2 separate regions of the Sus scrofa genome follow, and region 2 is linked to region 1. Evidence: chromatin contacts called from public HiChIP or PLAC-seq data. All regions are on one chromosome and are shown on one strand. The core of a region is the stretch at or near the end of the contact, and the rest is flanking DNA. Distances in the headings are between cores, read along the strand shown.

The links. HiChIP or PLAC-seq counts read pairs in DNA pulled down with a chosen protein or histone mark.
Region 2: a contact with region 1 is called in an H3K27ac HiChIP or PLAC-seq map of alveolar macrophages. The contact joins the promoter of C1QB here to the promoter of ZBTB40 in region 1. A contact is called at or near these places in 1 of 47 Hi-C or Micro-C datasets (fibroblasts) and 1 of 2 datasets of contacts at active chromatin or transcription factors (alveolar macrophages).

The regions. Positions count from the first base shown.
Region 1 is chr6:80,418,046-80,421,906 of Sscrofa11.1, forward strand. ZBTB40 (zinc finger and BTB domain-containing protein 40) reads left to right here and starts at 1,786. Exons shown (of 20, transcript XM_021095498.1): 1 at 1,786-1,936. LOC102165262 (a long non-coding RNA gene) reads right to left here and starts at 1,736. Exons shown (of 5, transcript XR_002344935.1): 1 at 1,667-1,736.
Region 2 is chr6:80,600,033-80,603,893 of Sscrofa11.1, forward strand. C1QB (complement C1q B chain) reads left to right here and starts at 1,648. Exons shown (of 3, transcript NM_001244283.1): 1 at 1,648-1,775.

The DNA.
Region 1 (3,861 bases), core at 536-3,035:
GATGCAGTGTCTCATTACCTTAAAGAAGGAGGAGAGGAGTTCCCATCGTGGCTCAGTGGTTAACGAATCCCACTAGGAACCATGACGTTGCGGATTCAAGCCATGGCCTTGCTCAGTGGGTAAAGGATCCTGCTTTGCCATGAGCAGTGGTGTAGGTCGCAGATGCGGCTCAGATTCCGTGTTGCTGTGGCTCTGGCGTAGGCGGGCAGCTACAGCTCTGATTAGACCCCTAGCCTGGGAACCTCCATATGCGTGGGAAGTAGCCCTATAAAAAGCAAAAAGACAAAAAGACCAAAAAAAAAAAAAAAAAAAAAAAGAAGGAGGAGAGATTGTGTCTGCACTTATTTCTGCTGTTTGAGAATGATAAGTCTCAAGCTGTCCGCAATCACATATAGTACATTAGCAATAATAGTGCTCTTTTAAAATCCGCTGATTGGACAAATATTTCTTGAGCACCTACTATACACCTACCAAGCACCATTCTATGTGTCTGTTTGTTAATTCTGGCAACCCTGTGTGGAGGGCTCCCACTAAAGGAGAACGCAGAGATGGCAGAAATGAGTGATTGGAGGACACAATAGCTATGGGTGTAACTCTAGTGACTACAAAAATGACTATCCCTTACAGCAAATCGGACTCTGAATGTGACAGTGACATGTGAGTACAATAGTGAAAGTGACTAATTGGGCAGTAATAAGGACAGCTGTGTACCAATAGGGGCCTACCAATAGGGGCTTGACTATGTGGCAGTGGCAGTAGCTGAGTGACAATGATGGTGAAAGCAACTGAAAGAGTGACAGCTGGGCACACATTACAATTGCTATATTGTACAGAACTGTTTGAAGTTTGTCGGTCACGGAAAGGGGTCCCATACTGGACGGTGACAGTAAAGAATGATGAAATGGATGTCAGTGACAATGCAAATGGTAGTTTGCCCAGTAGATTGAATTTGTGATTAAAATGGTGATAGAAGTCAGTCCGACAAGGAACATCTTTCAGAACGAATGAATACTGACACACTGGGGATGTAACCAAAGAGGGAACTCGGTCTCGTACTGACACAACTGGATTTGGGCGGCATAACTGAGTGATAGAAAAGCTGGCTGCTTGACAGTGACAGAGTGACACCGAGAGGTCAGTGGGCCCGCAGATGTGAATTAATTTGTCCCATACTCTCTGGATATGACTTCATCTGTTTGTGTGAAGGTGGCAAGAGGAGCTGCAAAGTGGAACTCACTGTGTGCCTCATTGTGTGTGACAGGAATGCCCAGCAAAAGGAAAGTTATGAACGTTTTCACTCCCAACGTGCTAAATGCTAAAATTGCGAGGAACGAGAGGCGGGATCAATATGCCTTCAAGACGCCACGATTGGTTCGCACCGATCTCTTAGCCAATTACGTCGGAGCCAAGCCTCTCCACCAATAAGAAGGCGTCTGGGGACGCGGCTCGGGTCGCGTCTCCGCCTTGCACGTGAACTTGTTTTGGAAAAACGGAAAGAAATCGTTTGTGCCTAATTCTCTGCCACTGTTTGAAATAAGATCTAACCTTTAGAGTTCTTCTGGCGAGGGATTGGTGGAAATCTACTAGAACTTTTCGAACAGAGTGTGGGGAGGGTAAAGCGTGGCTAAAGGTCAAAGGTCAGAGAAGGGGCTCGCAACCAGCTTACCCCAAAGTCCTAGCATTGGTGGACAGCGAGTGCGTGACGTAGGTCCCGCCCTGGGGACCCGCCCCCCAGCACGTGACCGTTGCGCGCGGGGCAGGCCGGGCCGTCCCCTCCCCGTTTATACCCGTTCTGCGCCGGCCTCAAAATGGCCGCCTTCTGGCGTATCTGGCGCTGTTGAATGGAGAAAGCTTTATTGTTCCCTTCGGGCAGGAGTGTTCGTGTCCTCTATGGCGCTGTCAATAAAGAACGGCAGTTTGAATCGGTGCTGAACAGGTAACCATAGAAACGGGGATGGGTCTCAGCACAGAGACCCCTTTTGCTGCTGAGCCCTGAGAGGCATGCCGAAAGAGGGGCGCGCCGAGACCCTTCCGCGAGGCAAACTTCGCTGCACTCTGCCGAGTCCCAGCCGCCTTACCCAGTCCCGGGACGTGGACCCCCGGGGCGGCCCCATCCCCGAGCGCAGGCTCTCTCGGGGAGAGGCCACGGGGTCCCGGCTGAGGTGCTTGGCCGGGCCTAGTTCCCGCTTGGGGCCTGCTCTCTGCCAGGGACCTGCCCACGCCCCTCCATCGCCTTCTACTTGGCGCGTTCAGAGGCCTTTCCTCGCAGCTGTTTCTTGCAATCTCACCCCTCTCCGTCGCCGCCAAGTCCCTGCGCCCGGTCTTGGCAAATCATGGCCTTGAGCCAAAATTGCCCCCCTCACTCCCCTCCCGTTTTTGTATGCTTGGAGCTAGGAAGGTTTTTACTTTTTTTTTTTTCTTAATGGTTGGGGAGAATATTTCGCATAATTTGTGATTTACTTGAAATCAAATCCCGGTGTCCATAAATGAAGCTTTCTTGGAACCCAGCCGTGTTCATTGTTGATGTTTTGCCTGTGGCCGCTTTCCTGCTACAAGAGCGAAGTTGATGAGCTGTAACAGTATCGAATGGCTTTGACACCTTGATCCAGACAGCCGAAAATAGTTTTATCTGGCCTTTCTTGTATATGGGGCTCCAGCTATAGGCACAAGTAGCCTGGGTCAGTGTTGTCCTCTGGTCCCTTCTCACTGTGTGGCAAACTCAAGTTAACAGTTGCCCTATAAACCCAGAGCTTTTTAGGTGACAAAACGTTGGCTTCCCTTATCTTTTCTAGTCTTGCTGATTTATTATTCAAAGTGGAATTGTTTCTCCACGTTGAATAACGATAATACCATCCAACCAGCGACTACAGTAAGCCAGATGCTTGTTTACATTCACACGCGGCCTTTTTGTACCAGCAACTCTTTGTAAGTGCCCATGTGTATATTTTGCTAAAGGGGAGGAAGGCCGGATTCAGAGAGACTTAAGCTGTTTACTAGATTATAGGTCTGGCAAGTTGAGCTCTTCCCTGGGAGCCCGCTACCTGGGGACCCACGTCATATAGCGGGAACTTCTTTCAGATCTCTCAACCTGGGGCTTTTGGTTCTTCTTTGGAATCGAATCCAAATCTTTGTATGCATTGTGGAGATTTAATTACAACCTCAAAATGAAAATTTTCTCTGCTTGGCTAAATCATCAAACTTCTGCCATATCCCACTGTCTAATTTAGAGGTTGTTCTTTTATAGCAGTTGTTCCCAAATCTAACCATTCATCACTAGTTTAACATATTTTCAGAGCACTCCATGATTTTGCATTTTGTTAATCATTGCATGCATTTGGTTAATAATTCAGTATTCATCAAGCACCTACGGATATACTTGCAATGACTCAAATCTCTGGAAATACAGTGGTGAACAAAATCAACATGATCTCTGCCCTTCCGTGGGATTTAGATTTTATAGGGGCTTGGACAGGTAAACAATTTCGTATAGAGCTATCATAGCATCATAATAATATAATTAGTAGTTAATATTTATTGAGTGATTGCCAAGGACTGCCCTATGTGCTTCATTTCCATGGCCTATCATTTAATCCTCACACCAATGCTGCGACCTAAGTAGTAGTAATATTCCCATTTTAAAGATGAGGAAACAGATGTCCAGGGTTACATAGCTAATGCATAAAGGAGCTGGGATCCAATCCTAAACTGATCACACTCACCATCCTGTATTATTCCATCTGTTTATTATCTTTCCTGCTTTCCTCAAGAGCAGAGACCACGCCTTAACTGTTCTTGTATCAGCTGCTAGCCAGTGCCCACAACCTGGCATTTGGTAGATAGTAAATAAATGCAGGCTATTCA
Region 2 (3,861 bases), core at 398-2,897, 180 kb after region 1:
CCCATTGTCACCAGCCACCAAATCATTGAGGGTCTATAGCTGGCAGAGCCTAGAGACCCTTGGGTTTCATCAAATGATCCTCTTCTTTCTCTATCACCCATGCAGTAAACACATACTTTCCATCAGGCAGCATCCACAAGCCAGGTGATTTTCTATCTCCAAGCACGGATGTCAAGAGGGCCCTGACCTGTGGTGGCTCCAGGGACTCACCGGGGAACCATCCCTGAGAAGGGCATCATGTGGCCTCAGGTGAAGCCTCAGGAAGAGGGCTGCCCTCCTGGTGCCAGGGCTGCCTGACTCTGAGTGCTGCATCTGCCACTTGCATGGGGTGTGGACTCCCATAGCCACTTTTTGTGACATTCATCACAGAAGCAGTGGAACTTTTTGCATCATTCCATGTTTTTGTTTTGTTTTGTGTTTTGTTTTCTGTCTTTTTGCCTTTTCTAGGGCCATTCCCACGGCATATGGAGGTTCCCAGGCTAGGGGTCTAATCAGAGCTGTAGCCACCGGCCTATGCCAGAGTCACAGCAACTCGGGATTTGAGCCACATCTGCGACCTACACCACAGTTCACGGCAACAATGGATCCTTAACCCACTGAGCAAGGCCAGGGATCGAACCTGCAACCTCATGGTTCCTAGTCAGATTCCTTAACCACTGTGCCATGATGGGAACGCCCATCATTCCATGTTTAACACCAGTCTCTTCCAGGAGCAGAGACACCCCCTGGGGGCAGGACCTGGGGCTGATTTGCAGGCAGCTCTACCTCCAGGGCACATAGAACCTCAAAGAATATTTGCTGAGTGATGGCTCTTGCTCCTCTGGGCCTCAGTTTCCCCATATACCAAATGAGCCACATGGGCTGGGTGACCTCCAAACCCCTCTCCAGCCCTACCTTGGTGGGATCCAAGGATCAACAAGCAACAGGTTTCTGCCTGAGCCTATTACTGTCACCAGCTCCAGGCCCTCTGGAAGCCAAGGAAGGGGGATAAATAAATAATGACCACATTTAAAATGCATGTTTCATTATTACATTATTTTCTGAGAACAGAGAAAGAGCAGGGGTGCAAGATGGAAAGAAAGCAGAAGAGATGAGCCTGGGAAGGGGAGGCCTGGGACAAGGTCTGATATTAATAATCAATATGTGCACTGCACTTTACAGTTTGCTGTCCTCTTTCTCACACTCTGGTCTGAGTGCCCCAGTGCCCTGTACGCTCTGTAGAGCAAGTGTAATTATGGGCCCAGCGCACAGCAGAGGAAAGTGGGGCTCCCTTGGGTTCCCGTGGCTGAGAAGGTGAGGTTTGGCTGGTAAGTGGCAGAGCCAAAATATGAATTGAGGTTTTGAACCCGAAATCCAGCCCTCAGGCACCAGGCGAACCATGTTTGCATTTGAGGAACACCCCTGTTCCCTGCAGAAGCTCATGAGGTCAGGGGCCTTGGCAGTTGTGGATCTTCTCCCAGAACAGCCATAGCTGCTGTTCCCCGCAGCTGCTGAGCCAGCGAAACCCAGCCCGCCACCCACCCCTCACTTACAGTAAACCCTGCCAGATGGCAGAAACGGGACCTGAAACTGCCTGAAGGCAGCAGAAGAGTGTCAAAATGGGGTGACCGGGAGGGGACTGGCCTGCTGGGCCCGTGGGAGGGGGCCGTCAGGGGAAGGCCCTTCTCGTTTGTCTGGGGAATGGAACTTCCGCTTTGGACTGAGAGCAGCAGGCTCCTGGCTCCCGGTCCCACTGCTGCCGAGCCCAGCGACATCCCAGGACATCAGGTTCCCAGGTGAGGATGGGGCTCAGCACTGGGACAGGGACAGGCTGGCAGGACCAATAGGGCAGAGGGTGGTGATTCCCAAATGACAGGCCCTGAATCCCCTGCCTCAGAGCCCCCTGTGGTGTTTGACCATGAGGATTCCTGGGCCCAAACCCAGACCTCAGGTATCAGACTCTCTGGAGGTGATCTTGGGAGCCTGCTGCTACCTGGAGCCCCAGGTAATGGAGGAGGAGTCAGCCTAAAATGGGAGCCAGCAGGACAAAGGCTTTGGGGTCACCGAGACTGGAGCTAAGCCCTGCTTCTGCCTCTCAGGCGCTGGTGGTCTGGGCTAAGTCGCATAACCTCTCTCAGCCTGGATCCTCTCCAAGGATAACAAAATCTTTCAGGGGTGCTGGGAGCCCTAAAGGAGACCAACTCAGATAGTGCCTAGCTCACCAACTGGTTCAAGACGTGTCAGTGGCTCAGCAGGTTACGAACCTGACCATGGGGATGGGGATGTGGGTTTGATCCCTGGCCCTGCTCAGTGGGTTAAGGATCTGGCATTGCTGTGAACTGTGGTGTAGGTCACAGACACAGCTCAAATCCGGCATTGCTGTGGCTGTGGTGTAGGCCGGCAGCTGTAGCTCTGATTCGACCCCTAGCCTGGGACCTTTCATATGCTGCGGGTGCAGCCCTAAAAAAAAAAGAAAAAAAAATACGGCAGCGGCAGAGATGAAGTTAGAAGCAGGTCCTCTTCCACCCAGCCCAGCATTTCTCCAACACCTGCCTTCTCTTATTACCTGGTAACCTAATGAGAAAGCTCAGTGTGACTCTTTCAAGGAAGCGATTTGACTCGCAGGCAAAGTTGGGATGGGTTATTAGCTAGTACTGAGAACTCAGTAATGCTGGTGGAGGAGGCCATGGGATCAGGCACTGCACTAGGGACCTGGTTCCAGATTCCATCTCCTGGAATCCTCTGTCCGGTCAAAATTAACTTCGCCAAAGGCTCAGAGAGGTTAAGGCACTTGCCTGAAGTCATGCAGCCAAGTAGCAGCAGAGGGGGAGTCCAAGGTCAAGTTGGCCTGATTTCAAGTCAGGGGGAAAGGGGCTGTGGGGCTGGAAGGAGATGGACGTGTTGGTGATGCGGGGACTGTGTGAGGTGTAGGGGCTCATGGATGGTGAAGGCAGAGGGTGGTCAGACCAGATGGGTTTTAAGTCTTTGCCCAAGTGTGAGACTCATAGCCCCTGCCATGGGCCAGAACCCAGATCGCCCCACCCACGTCCCGCTCCCTGGTAGGAGTCTGAGTCTCATCATTGGTCAGGACCCTGCTCCCCTCAACCCCCACCCCACCCCCAGCAGCCAGTCAGAGCTCCTCACCCCTGGGCTGCCGGCACCTGAGGGCCCTCCTCGCCCTCAGCCCAGTCTCCCAAATGACCAGATTCTTGCTTACTTTTCCAAGCAGCCTCCATTGTGTCCCAGAACTTGGGCACTCCCAGGGATGGTGGTAATCTGAAAATAGCCAATATCACTAAGCATCTCCTATATGTCAGGCCGTCGAAAGCCTGAACTTGTCCGTCCTCCCCCAACCTGATGAGGTAGAGATTGGCATATCCCCATTTTCTAGAAGGGGAAACTGTAGCCAGACAGAAGTCACATGCCTCAGGCCCTTAGCTAGGAAGGGGCAGAGGCCTGATTGGGATCCTGGCAGTATGGCTTTCCAGGCCTCTCACCATTGGTGAATGTTTACTGCCCCAAACCAGCAGCAATAATAATAACAATAAAAGCCTTGGCTGAAGGCAGGCCCATACCCGACTCTGCTCTAAGTACAGTCCACGATGTAGCTCCTTCTGTCAGGATGTCCGGCTCCAAAGCCCATGTTTTAACCACCAGGTAGGGAGGCCTCTTAATGTAACAGCCCACGGCTCTTCGATCCAATGGGAGTGGATTTGAAGCCCAGCCACACCGGGCTGTGTGACCTTGACTGAGCTGTCCACCCCCTCGAATACTCAGCTCCTTCACTGTAAAATGAAAAAGCAGGGGCGCTTTCTAAGGGGGCCATCGTAAGGACCAAATTCAATGAGATAATGGCCTGTGAAGGCTTTGGCACAGAGCCTG